Linked DNA regions of Capsicum annuum: region 2 is linked to region 1. The links are chromatin contacts, called in public Hi-C maps. All regions are on one chromosome and are shown on one strand. The core of a region is the stretch at or near the end of the contact, and the rest is flanking DNA. Distances in the headings are between cores, read along the strand shown.

Region 1 (7,159 bases), core at 1,639-4,138:
ATTGTATACGGGTTGACGAACCCCCATGGTCCTGCGTTGAGAGGCTTGCCTCCGTATGTGTATACAGGAATTGTTAGACGATCCCGGAGGTTGTGCGACTATCTCCTGCATCATCATCATCATCTATATTGCACTTAGGTTATTATGTTTATAATGTGTTGTATTGTCATATTGAATTTCCATCTATGTAATTGTCTTATCTTCTTTTACTTGTATTTGATGATCTTGTATATGCATATTTTCCCATGTTCTACTTATATGTGATATAATGCATATTTGTGTTCTATCTTGGTGTGATGTTGCAATATATGTGATATATTAAAATTATTAGTGCAGGTGGTGTAGGCTATCACTGTGGGATATTTTTTTTACTACGGGTGATGTGCCCATAGTGTATATTTTATTTTGTATACTTTATTTACTAATTTGCTTGGTCGACCTATGATACCTCCTGAGTACAAGTGGACCGTACTTATGCCTACTGCGCGCTTTTGGTGCAGGTCCTAACTCGAGTGCGCCTCAGCTTGCTTGGCTCGGGCGATTGTTGGAGTTTCCAAGGTAGCGATTGGACATTCATGCATCCAAAGTTCACCTCTATTTTCTATAGTAGTTATGTTTTTATTAGTATTCGGAGAATATTATTATTCCTTTGTGGTTATTTTCAGATGTATTTAACTCTTGGATTGTATTAGTAATTCTTACACTATTGACACCTAATTTTGGGCATGATTGATATTTTGGATAAATTCTTTTTGCATTGTTATGATTACTTATATGGTTCGACTTCGTTCTAAAAGCCTTATTTTGGGATATTTCTATCTTTTCCTCTTTTCGTATTAGTTTGGGTGATAGGCTTACTTGTCAAGATACACCACGACAAGTGCTATCATAACCCTCATTTTTGGATCGTGACACAAATCCAACTTTTTTAATGGCTAAATTCAGTTCTCTCATCACTATACATAGAAAATATTATTTGTTGTGCACATAGTAGAAAGACACTTTGCTCTTTAAATCTCTCATTTGTATAGCACCATTGCAAATGCTATATAGGACCAGTGTTAGTAGAAAGGTACTTTGCCCTTTAAATCTCCCATATTTTGTATATCACCAATGTATATACTATATATAGCTAGTGTTAAGCTTAAGTACCTTTGTTTTATCCTCCTTCTTAGTGAAAAATAGGGGCACTCCAGAATCCTATTGGTTTGTTATAGGTGAGCTTGTTCACCTTCTATGTTACACAGGTTTATGACTTTCACCCCCCTCTATTTATGTAACTTTTAATATTCAATATACAAGGTAGGGTTCAACGACAAACCCCCCATCATCTCCAAACTATTCTCGCATGAGGTGAAATGTCTTACTACTCCAAATAAAATAAAGGCTAGTACTAAGATATAAAATTATTTAAAGGTGTCCAAAACTATCTCAAAGCATTATACCTGATATACACTTGCAGTGGTTACTAATCTCTAGTAGCAGCAATTTCAAAGTGTCATACAATAACAATGATGTCAGAAAAACCTTATACCATATTATTGAGCCCAAATCACAGTTGGATGGGCTTAGAGATTTCTGTTTAACTGAGACTATCACATGTTTTTAACCGCTGCCTGAAGCTATCTGGAATGGAGATTTACAAACTACTATATCTATCAGCTGTTATTCATCGTAGGCAAGGTCAAACTGCTGAAATATACGAAAAATGAAATTTATTATGATAAGCCAGAATCTAACAAAATAAACTCCAAACGTGAAGTATCATACCGTTTTCTGGCTTACTTTACGCTAGAGTTTTCTCATGGATGGCTCAATAGCTCTCCTATGTGGTTTCTTATCTTAAAAAATGTCAAGTGAAGAAAATCAATCACAATAGAAAACTAGAAATCTCTTCTTTTCTTCTGTTGATAAAACCCGCCGAACGATTCCCCAGCAGAAGCAGAGAAGACAGACTGTTGATACTTGTTTGATTTTAAACATCTGGATTGGGGTTTTTTCTAAAAAAATTTAAATATCCTTGCATTGCATATCATTGCCTATTTAGCTTGCTTCAAGGAAATATTCGAATGCTAGAGAAGCTATCAAGACTTCGCAATTACCTTCTACTACAAATAAAAATTTTATATTATTAATCCATTGTATAATGACTGGATCAAGACTTTGCAATTACCTTCTACTACAAAAAAAAATTTTATATTATTAATCCATTGTATAATGATTGAACCTTGGGTTAGATTGGAGCCCCAAATGACATGTGAGGAACAAAGTAATACAAGAATAACTTTAAGGCAGTTCTAATTCTTTCCAAGTCTAAAATCTTTCAATTTGGGTTATCCAACTCGACTTTTTCCCTCCTAGAGGCAGCAGGAAATTTTTTCCCAAATTCAAAAGGTAGAAATATAAGGAATCTTCAAAGCAGTAGTAGAAAGAAGAAGATAAAAATTAATTACATACACTAACTACCGGTGATGAGTTCTTCCAACATCTTTCTTCAATATACCTAAATCAAAAATAACACAAATGCTCAACCCATTAGCATAAAATTGAACAAACTGCGAATAAGAAAACTAATTTGTTCAAATCGAAGAGGGTGAAACCAGAAGCTAAATTATTCAAAGCACTAAATTACCCAAAGCACAACAATAGCAAATTTAACCAATTCAAGTGAACATCACTCATGAATAGTCTTTTTTCGATCACCAATTTAACTGATTCAAGTGAACCCCTTATTTCACCAATCTTATTCTTGAAATCAATATCCAATTCTCTGTTGATTATTGCAACAGGAGGGACTTAAACCCTAACGATAGTGTTCCCTTTTGCCGCCTTCTTGAAGCGTTGTTGATCTTCATTGGCTAATTCTCGTGATCTTTTTCTGATAATGGGCAATTGTCTCTCAAATGCAGAATTAGCACTGCCCTTCTGATTGATTTTGAAAACTCTATTTTTTGGCACTTCACGTTTTTGTGACGACTTTTCAAGGCGAAAGGATTCCTGATTGCTGACACCAACACCCCAGTTGATTTTCCTTTCATCAGAATTGTTTTCCACAACTTTCTTGATCATCGATTCACCACCGTTGCAGAACAATTGTTCAGTAATTTTCTTGCCCTAGTGTTTCACATTGATCATTTCCCCTTCAGGATGACAAAATCAGTTAGTTAATAATAGCCATGGATATGGATAGTGAAAGAAGGAAGAACAAAAGTCAACATCTTAGATGTGAAAAAGAATAGGAAGAGACGGAGGGCAATTAAAAGTCGTGGCTTAATACAAATTAATTCACTAATTAGAGATAAAGAATAAAGAATTAATCAAAATATTTGACATTAAAAATTCAAAAATTGAGAAAAAAAGGACAATGAGATCATTGAGAGGTGCCATATCAACAAACTCCGATGTCCTTTATTATTATATATAAATTACTTAAGATAGTGCCAAGTCAAAGTAGACAAGTATTTATGAACAAAGGGAGTAACAAATACAAAATGTAGTTTACTAAACTATACCTTCTCCCTCCATTTGAATTTACTTGTCACTATTTTTCTAATTTGATTCTTATTTTTATTTGTCTTTTTTGTCAAATCAAGAAAAGACAAATTAGTTTTTCCAAGTTTTACCTTTAGCATTAATTACTTATTATCCAAATCATTTCTCAATACATATTATTAAATATCAATCAATAGGAATAATATGATAAAATCGTTATACTAATCATTACTTTATTAATAGATGTATCAAGTCAAAATGTGATAATTAAATTTGGATGAGGGATTATTTAATAAACGCCTCTTGAAAATCAATCAATCAGTGTATAATAATAAAGGAGAATGTAGATCCAGTGACATGACACTTCTCAATGACCTCCATTCATATTTTTCTTTCTTTTTTTTTTTTTTTTGAATTTTTACCTATATTTTCTTAACCAATGTGTTATATTAATTTTTTTTAAAAAACTGCTTCAAATTCAATTTTCTTAATTCCTAATTTCCTTTTTTTTCCATCAGTTTTCAGTTTTCATAATCCAAGTAGAGCCGTCGATATGGGTCAGGTTCGTTGGGTTGGTCCAACCCACCCCGTAATTTAATAGGATTGGGCTACAATTTTTATATCATATTTAAGAATAGGACTTTTTAGGTCGGCCCGAATAAGTCCATTGATCCGTGGGCTTGAGCAATATGAGTTGGGCTGGCTCGCGGGCCAAACAAAATGAGTAAAAAATAGAATAAAGTACTACGAATAACAAAAGTAGTCCAAAATCAAAGTTTATTTATACCACCATTGTCACGACCCGAGCCGATGCTCTAGCCGCGATGGGAATCCCGAACCACAAAGGCCCGAGAGACCCCTCTCACTCCCCAACCCACTAGTGATATTGTCCGCTTTGGGCCCAAGCCCGTACGGCTTTAAAACGCGTCACTAGGAAGTAAGACTTTCTTACTTATTTACCCAGTATTCCTCCTGTGTTTTGCCGATGTGGGACTCCTTCCTAAGTTGGGGTGTTACAACCATATATATTTAAATCTTAATGATGTTTATAAAATATATAAATAATTAAAATACAAAATACTAAATTTTTTAAGGAATCAGATTTGTTTGATTAAGATGATATGGTAGTATTGAACACGCCATAAGTGCCATGAGAGTTTCTTTTGAGGAGTTCATTTTCACTTTCAATGGATTAAATATTGATAATTTTTTGTGTTTTATTGTGATCTATTGAAATACAATTAGGTTAATTTTTCTATTTGGATAGTTATATTATTACTCAATAATTGTTTAGTTTTTTAATCAACATCTCTATTTGGTTTGAATTTAGTGTCAAAAGTAATTTAATTTCATAGATTATTAGGATTTCTTTGTAAATTTGTGACTTGATTTACATGTAACTTCATGTAATATTATATTGTAAATATGTATGTAATTAATATTTTAAAATTTAAATTAAGATTATAAAAATAATCTATATATATATACAAAAGCAAAACATAAGTAAGACAAAATACCACATGTCAAGCTATTAAGATAGCCACGTGGCAGTTTTTAAGACAATATTAAAAAATATTTTAAGACAAAGTTAAAAATATTGTTATAAAAATTTTGAATTGAAAAAAATTAAGTATTTGAATTTGAATAAATTATCCTTTTACAAAAAAGATTTTCATTATCTTAAAAATTGAAACTAATAATTAAAGAGTTCTAATAGATATATACTATTTCAAACTTTTCTCTTATAAAATTTAAATGTTATAAAATATTAAAATATAATATTATGAAAATAAATAATAATACTAATAATAAAATAATGATAATTATAATAGTATTAGTAGTAATACGCAGAAGTAGCAAATGCGTAGTAGCAATCTTATTTTTTTAGAAAAACTTAATAGTAATAATAATAAAAGAAAAAGGATAAAATTTTAAAAAGAAATCTCCTACGTTTGTTGGATTTAATAATAATAATATAATCATAAAAGTAATAGTAGTAGTAGAAGATTACTTAATTTGCCCAAAAAAATATAATATCTCATTGACTTACATATTTAACTAAATTTAAATATATAGATTAGTAGATAAATATACATTATATTTGAAAAATATAATGATAAGAAAGAATAACAAACTAAATCTTCTTCTACCAAATTGAATATGAATTTAAATAAAATTTGATTGGAATACAATTCTAACTTCTTAGATTCTCTTATATATACTCTTTCATCATTAGCTTTATTGATGAAATTTACATTCTTCTTCATATACTTCGTTTTTTCATCTTTTTCAATTTAATATTTCTTTTATTTACAAGAAGGACATGACATTTTTATATTCATGTTTCTTTGTTAAGGCTAATGAAGAAGAACAACGACGCACATCCATTCTCTTCACTTCTCAATATAAAATGGAACAACTTCCAAATAGGTAAAGGAAAAATGAGGCATGTAATAATCGAAACGACAACTTCGATAAATAAAGATTTATAGGTAAATCAATTTTCAAAGTAGTGTCATTTCTATTATTTAACTTAGAAAAAGTTTTTATGAGAGATCCTTATGTTTTAATGATGATTTTGTTGTTATTTTTGATTCGCAGAAGAGAAAAAAAAATAAAGGGAAGACATTAAATAGAGATAGAAGTAGGAGCCTTAATGATATTAGTTGACAAGGTATATTTTTAATATAATTGATCAAATTACACGGTAAATATTTTTATATAACTGAATTTATTTTATTTTTTCCTTTAGAATTCATATTCAAAAAAAAAAAATCATGTATTATTCAATTCTTTTTAATTCTTAGGACAAGTTAATAAATTGTTTGAATTTGGATAAAAAATAAAATTTTGAAATATGAGATAAAATTGTATTGATAGAAATGAAAGTTTCTAATTTGAATTTTAGATCATTACTATTTCTACTAGATCAGATTATATTGGAGTCTTCAACTTATCTATATTTATTTTAAATCGGTATCTCTGTTTATATTTTATTGCAATACGAACTTATTATTAAAGTAAAATATAATATATAAATTCAAAAAATGAAAAAATTGTAGATAATGAAATAAAAGTTTAGAAGTAAATTAAAATTCAGAAAGAAGGAAATAGAGGATATATATTGTATTTTCACATACATTAATGAATACAGAGTCTCACATTATATCTATTATATATTTTATATGTTTTTCTAATATAATATAATTAATATTTTTCATTTAGTTTTCTCATAATCCAAATAATTTCATATATTTTATTAATATAAATTATTATACTTTGAATAAGGCTAAATCCAAATAGGGAAGTCATTGACTAATTTTTGCTATAGTTATTGTTATCACTAAGAGGGCACAAACAATTTAAGAGTATCTTTTTACTCTAATTCACTAATGTTTTGACGTAAAATAGATAACATTTGCTCAATAAAAATATTCAACTCAAATTCATTCATGATTCAACAACTTAAGCTACTATCTTTCTATATTTAATTCAATTTATGATTGTGTCTGATTTCTATATTTAATAACTGCCACATTCACATATTTACTTTTCAAGAGGATTACAAATTTATAGTTATTTAGATATTTTAATTTATTTGTACTCTTTTAATTATACTTGCAAATTTACACTTATTTATAAACTATTTTAGTGATTTTGGGCGTCA
Region 2 (7,159 bases), core at 3,451-5,950, 280 kb after region 1:
TTATGCGATAAGAAGGTACCCCTCAAGCTTAAAGGCAAATTCTTTAGAGTAGCAGTCCGGCCTGCGATGTTGTATGGAGCTGAGTATTGGCCGGTTAAGAATTCTCATATCCAAAAGTTGTAGGTGGCGGAAATAAGAATGTTGCATTGGATGTGTGGATTCACAAGAGCGGACAAGGTTAGGAATGAAATTATTCGGGAGAAGGTGAGAGTGGTTTTAGTAGAGGATAAAATGCGGGAAGTGAGGTTGAGATGGTTTAGTCATGTGATGAAGAGGATGTCCCAGTTCGTATGTGTGAGAGGTTGGCCTTGGAAGGTTTCAAGCGGGGTAGGGGTAGATCGAAGAAATACTGGAAAAAAGTGATTAGACATGACATGGAGCAATTACAGCTGATTGATGACATGACTCTGGATAGGAAGATATGGAGGAAAATATTAGGATAGAGGGCTAAGGGTGTGGTTGAGTTATAGTCAGTAGGTAGGGGAATTGTGGTGTCCTTTGTTTGGCAATGTACTTTTTTGTGGATGTCGTATTTATGTTATTTTATTATGTTCTATGCTTTTGATGTTTTTGTATACTGCCTTTTATTTTGAGCTGAGGGTCTATCGAAAACAGTTTCTCTACCTCGTTAGAAGTAGTGGTATGGACTGTGTACACTCTACCTTCCCCAGACCCTACTATGTGGGAATATACTGAGTTTGTTGTTGTATTTTTTCTCAATTAAACTTTACATTGGCTAATTCATTTTTTTTAAATAGTACAATATTTGATTGATATAGAAATATTTGATACTACAAACTATTGTATGATTTGTGATAAATTAAATAATTAAAGTCAGACTCAATAAAATACTTTTTGTAGATGTTTCTTAAATGAGTTCTTACAAGTTTATTAAAGCTTCACAAATTTCTTGTGAGGAAAGTAGTTTTTTTAATTAAATTACTATTATCCCACATAAAAGACGACAATAAAATTTTGAATTAATTTTAAATTTAGTCGGATAATAGATATTTTATAGTGTCACTATCACTTCTTTATGACTCATCATTTTTGTATAGTATTTTAAATGCCCATGTAATTTTTCAAATTTACTAAAATGGATGAGATCTTGAAAGGTCATTAAAACTTAATTAATGATAAAATAAATAAAATATAATCATGTGAGGACTACCAAAATAAGATGTTCTCCCTTATATATAGTATAGTTTTATAAGGCCCGTGATAAGCTCGGACCCGAACTCAAATAATTTGATATTTAAGAATAACATGATTTAATATATATATATATATATATATATATATATATATATAATTGAAAAATATTAGCAAACCAATTTATGAGCATATAATTAATTTCTTTTGTAATTTCTCAATTCAAGTTCATGTTTGCAATTAGGAAGATGAAGACGAAAGTCATCAAGTGGATCAATCATTTTACTCAAGTCTTCTTATGTGTGATGAAAAATATATGATTTTATTTATAATTTCACGTGATAAAAATTCATGCTAGTTAAATGTGGTGCTTTCAGCGTAATTTTTTATTAAATTAAGAAAAAAAATAGACTCACTAAAATGAACATCGAGAATCAATTGATTCTCTCTCTATAGTTGATGCTTAAAAATATTGATTCTCAATGGACCAGAAAAAAGATTTTAAAAATAATTTAATTTTAATTTATGTTCTTACCTTAATTTTTAACTTTATCAATAATTTTAATTTCCAGCATATGAAATATGTTTGATATTTTAAAAAGTAATGGATGAAATTTTCCACAAAAAAAAATATTCAATTTATAAAAGATAATTAAGAAATACATTAGAATCATACTTGATTCGATAGAAATAAAATATAACCTCATACAATAACTAATTTTAACCCCTCTTTTTCATCCCAAGGTATTTGTACAAAACTCTTTCTTATGGAAAATAAATTATTAAAGATAAATACTAAGAAAGAAGAAAAAAAGTGATGAATTATTCACGCAACAGATAAAAGTTCTCCATGGCCAGAATATCTTTTTTTTTCCTAAACTATTTTATTCATATAAAATATTAATTTTGTTAAGGCTTTCACTTACAAAAATTAATTTTGATTAAAAAAATTAACAAAAGATAGTCAAATTAAAGTTTTTTTTACCTTGTGAGCAGCAAAGGAAAAAAATTAAAGCTTTTTAATCTTGTATTTCATGAAGCATGAAGTACAAGTAATTTAATAAATAAAATAATTAAAGGATATTCAACACTTATATTTTGCAACAAACTTGATTAAACAATATATAATTATGAGAAACAAAACATTATAATCGAAGATTCTAAAAATTATTTATTGATTAGTTAAACAATATAAGAATTTAAATGGTTCAATTGATTAACTACCTAAACTCCATTTTATTGGTAAATATTTGATTTTTGGCTTTGTAATCTCCTCCCTAATTTCCCTTGTCCTACTCCTAATTATTTTTTTAAATAATTAATTAAATATTTGAAATTACAAGAGAAAACTTAATAATAGCTTCTCATACTATGACACATGTGCCAAGTGCAAAGGTCCATATAATAAGAAAGAAGACAAAATAACTTCATCTATATCATCCAAATGCCATAATATTATAGGATTATAAAATTAATTAAATTACTATAAAAGATAAAATCATGACATAAAAGTAATTAATTGAAAAGATTAAAATTAAGTTGAAAACTTTTATAAGGACTACCAAAGTCCTTGGATTGTCTCTTATATATAATAGTAATATAAGCATTGCTAGTGGAAATGGTATGAGCTACCATTTGGGAACTTTTCTGCTTGCTGGTTGCGTGTTCATAGTATTTTCTTTATTTATCTTATTTTGCACTTCGCTCCGTCGACCTATGATACCTATTGAGTACAAGTAGACCATATCCACCCCTACTATGCACTTTTAGTGCAGATCTCAATTCGAGTACTACGCGTTGCGGTTGAGTTTCAGGTAGAGTTGATCAGATTCGAGGTACTGGTTTGCTCCAATGTTCGGGGCAAATTTCAGATCTCATCCTATCTTTTACTTTATCTTTCTTTTGGGATCAGAGACAAATTTGTATTTAATTTTCGTATATTGTACTTAGATACTCTTACATTTGTGGCACTAGTTTTAGGAAGTTTATGACATTCTTTCAGTTTTCCTTGTTATAATGAATACGTGACTTATCTTTGTTCTAGGAGTCTCGTTCATTTTATTTTCTTTTATTATCTCATACCTCTTTCTTCTTCAAGTGATTGACTTACTTATCAAGATTGAGCCACAATAAATGCCATAATGACATCGATTTTTGGGTTGTGACAAACCCTAAACCTACTTGATAGCAAGAATTGAATTAAAAAAATCAAAGCGTCCTAAAGTCAAATACACACAACATTTTTTCTCCACAAAAAAGATAGTAAAACCATGGGAAATACCTAAACAAAATAAGGCACAAACACAAGTAATACTACTGCTAGTAGAATTTTGAGACGAAATGTGAACTTAAATAAGCAAAGTTGTATAGTCTATTATGGATTGTTTTAGTGAAGGGCAAAAATTTTAAATCACTTTTGTAAGTTGTTCAAACTTAGTGCTTGTTTTGTGTTGCTTATTTCCATAATAAACACTTATTTTGAGAAAAAAAATATATTTTTTTTAAAATGGTGTTTGGTAAACTTTAAAAAGTGCTTTTAAAAAGAAACAGAAATAGTTTTTTTGCTTCTGAGAAGAAGCAAAAATTTTCTGCTTTTAAAAAAAAAACAGAAGTAGAAGCGAAAATTATTTTATTATGACAAAAATATCCCTATCACTCGCACACTCTCTCTCAAACACATATATATCCGTTATTAATTAATTAACATATCTTATAAATTTGATTAAAATTTGATTTCAAAACTTTCATAATTCTTTATTTTATTTTATGATTTATATATTATTATTATTATTATTTCATTTTCACTTTCACTTTGGTTAAAATTAATTTGAAAATATCATTGATGATGATGAGCGAAGAAATATATAACTTTTTTTAATTATTGTTAATGATAACAAATGACAAATAAATTATGTTACAAGATTAAATGATATTTTGATAGTATTTGTAATTTTTTTTTTGAATATTTAATTTTAAATAACTAATTCATGAAAAATGACATATTTGTTACTATGTATTGTACATTTATGAATATGACGATTGCTTATTCTTTTTTGTTTGATGTTATTAATTAATAGTTAAATTATTTAAGCAATATATAATTATTTAATATTTTTAATGAATTTATGTATATAAATATTGATTGAAAATTATAGAGTATGTACTTTTTAATTAAATAAAAATAAAATTTTAATTATAAATATTATAATAGATATTTAAATAAATTTCTATATAAATTAATTTTAATAATAAAAGTCTATTAATACATGTCCTTTTTGATCTTTTGTTTTAAAAAATAATTCTTGAAAAAGATTATCCAAACACAATCTGTTTATGAAAAATATTTTTAAAATGAATTTATTAAACATAAATTACTTTTTTTAAAAAGCACTTTTCTAAAAAACTAATTTTAAAAAGTAATTTTCAAATAAGCAGTCTTCCAACAGCAAAAATTCCAAACGGGCTCTTAATATACCGTAGATGTGGATAGATGTAGATGCAAAAATAAGAATATAAATGATTAAAAATATTACAAATAATTTTAAAATAATATTTTCTATTACCAAGCAAACAAAAAAGTCAAATTTTACAAATATTTAATTAGAAAGAAAGATGTGAACAAAAAGAGAGTACAAGGAAAAGAAAAGAAGAGTTACGTACGGAGCAGAGGAGAGAAGCAAAATAGAAATCCAAATGAGTAATAGCTGGTATGGAGTTTTTAGAAATTGATCTCACTTCTCTTTAAAACTTGCCCCGATCCGTCTCTTCTCAAATCTCAGTTTCATGACCCTAATTTTCTTGAAATTGATCCGTTGTTGAGGTGAATTGTCATTTCAATAATTCAGAAGATTCTAAAACCCTTTCAGGTACGTTTTATTTTGTTGCTTAAATTCATTTGGGTTTCTCTATTTCTTTTCATTTTTTGTTTCCATGCTTATTCATTTTTGTCTTCCTGCAAGTTGGGTGTTATAAATTTTGCTATCTTTTGTGTTTTTGTTATTTCCAGAAAAAGAGTTAGCTCTATATTGCTTGTACGTATGTATTTTTAGCAAAGCATTAGCAAAAAGTCTTGCCGTTTTTACTAATTCTATGCATCTGTTCAATCAAGAAAAGATTTTGATTTCTGTAACCTGTTATTATGATAAAAAGGTGGCTTAGCATAGCTATTCGTAGTTATGAATAATTCAAAGTTAACCAGAAAATACTGACTTCTTTATCAAATATTGGTGTTGCTGTTAAATATTGATAATCAGGTGCAAGTTTTAATTGACTGGAGTTCAGCTAATCGGAAAAAAATGGGAGTACCAGCATTTTATAGGTGGTTGGCCGATCGATACCCGCTCTCAATTGTGGACGTGGTAGAGGAAGAGCCTAAAGAGGACATTGATGGGTTGAATGTTATGGTGGATGTTTCAAAGCCAAACCCTAATGGCCTGGAATTTGATAACTTGTACTTGGACATGAATGGTATCATTCATCCTTGTTTTCATCCTGAGGGAAAGGTGAACGGGTGTTTCTTTTTGAAAGTCTCCTATGAATTTATTTGGTATTTGATTTACCTAATTCATTTAAGCTCATGCACAATGCATGCGAGATTTTTTTTATACAATTATTTAGCAAATAGTTTGTTAGCACTTATATAATCCCCTCGTTTCAATTTGCTTGTCTTACTTTTCTTTTTAGTCAGTTTTAAAAAGAATGCCTCTTACCTTTTTTGGGAACTCTTTAATTCTATCTTTTCACACGGCATATTTAAATTCACAAGATTAAAGGACATTTTTGTACATTTTACCTATCTTTTGTTTAAGGCCACAAGATTCAAAAGTTTTTACATTTTTCAAATCCGTGCTAAATTTTGACTAATTGAAATGGAGGGAGTGCTTTCTTTGTTAAAAGGATGTTATTCTTTTGTGATTGTACGCTAGACAGTTTCTAGGGGAACATGCGTGCATCATGATATGCATTTGGATAGGTAATTTTTTCAACCTAGTCATAGTTTCTAATGGAGAATGATGAGTGGCTGTGAAGCTTGCATTGGGGGAGATTGACCTCCTCTGAGTTGGATAGTATTATTAATAATGGGAAGAAAATTCCCGCATACAAGAGTTGTACCAAAAGTAGAGAAGCTATATCAAAACATGATTCTCTACAAAGACCACCCAATCTTCTATACAAATAGAAATATTCAGGGTGCACCAAAAGCAATTAGAGAAAGTAGGCTATTCCTTAGATGTGCAAAATCATATTTGATTCCCTCAAAAGTTATCCCATTTCTTTTACTTCATAGGTCTACATGGGGCTATTGGAGCAAACTTCTATGCCTTTTGTCTTCTATGTTGTATTCCCGCCCAATTGTGCAACACATCTTTAACTGTACTTGGCATCACTTATTGTACACCAAAATAATTCAATACCCTCTCCACAACCTCTATGCCACTTCACAATGTACCAAGAGATGATCAACTTCTTCACCCGTTCATTTGCACATGTAACACCAACTAACATAAGTGATATTTCTCTTTCTCAAATTCTTTGCTGTCATAATCACTCCCATCGCTGCTAACCATGTTAAAAAGCACACATTTCTAGGCATCTCGATAATCTAGATCGGTAAATGTGGAAAATATGTCTCCTCTATCATAAGCAAGCTCTGGCAGAGATTTTTGATAGTGAACAAACCAGAGCTCCTCAATGTACACCTCCACGTCCATAAGGGTTGAACCTAAATTGAGCCTGAATTAGCTCTAGCAACCTTTGAAACTCTTCCATTTCACAGTCTTGTATTTTTCTCCTGCATGCGAGGTCCCAAAGTACTCCCCCTTCATTCTCGCTATGAATTTGGTAGACCAAGGACTCCTTTTGATTTGAAATACTGTACATATTAGGAAGGATATTTTCAGTATATTCTGTCCACACCGCTTATGGTTCCACAAACTAATCCTTCTTCTCCTGTACCTAGGCCTAAAAGATATGTACCTAGGCCTAAAAGATATGTGATCACTGAAGC

The links. Hi-C and Micro-C count contacts between places; a contact is called where the count stands out from the background.
Region 2: a contact with region 1 is called in a Hi-C map of leaf, with 2.8 times the contacts expected there. The contact joins the promoter of LOC107849685 here to the enhancer-like site in region 1. A contact is called at or near these places in 2 of 5 Hi-C or Micro-C datasets (leaf and placenta).

The regions. Positions count from the first base shown.
Region 1 is chr12:80,033,848-80,041,006 of UCD10Xv1.1, forward strand. No RefSeq gene overlaps it. Among protein-coding and RNA genes, the nearest start is that of LOC107850489, 44 kb to the left of the region's middle. Within about 2 kb of position 2,889, at least 4 of the 5 cell types and tissues checked have an H3K27ac peak or open chromatin away from gene starts, as enhancers often do. A contact at or near this core is called in leaf, where this site is marked.
Region 2 is chr12:80,313,553-80,320,711 of UCD10Xv1.1, forward strand. It overlaps LOC107849685 (5'-3' exoribonuclease 4), which reads left to right and starts at 4,701. Exons shown (of 23, transcript XM_047401855.1): 1 at 4,701-5,018; 2 at 5,406-5,654. The coding sequence starts at 5,448.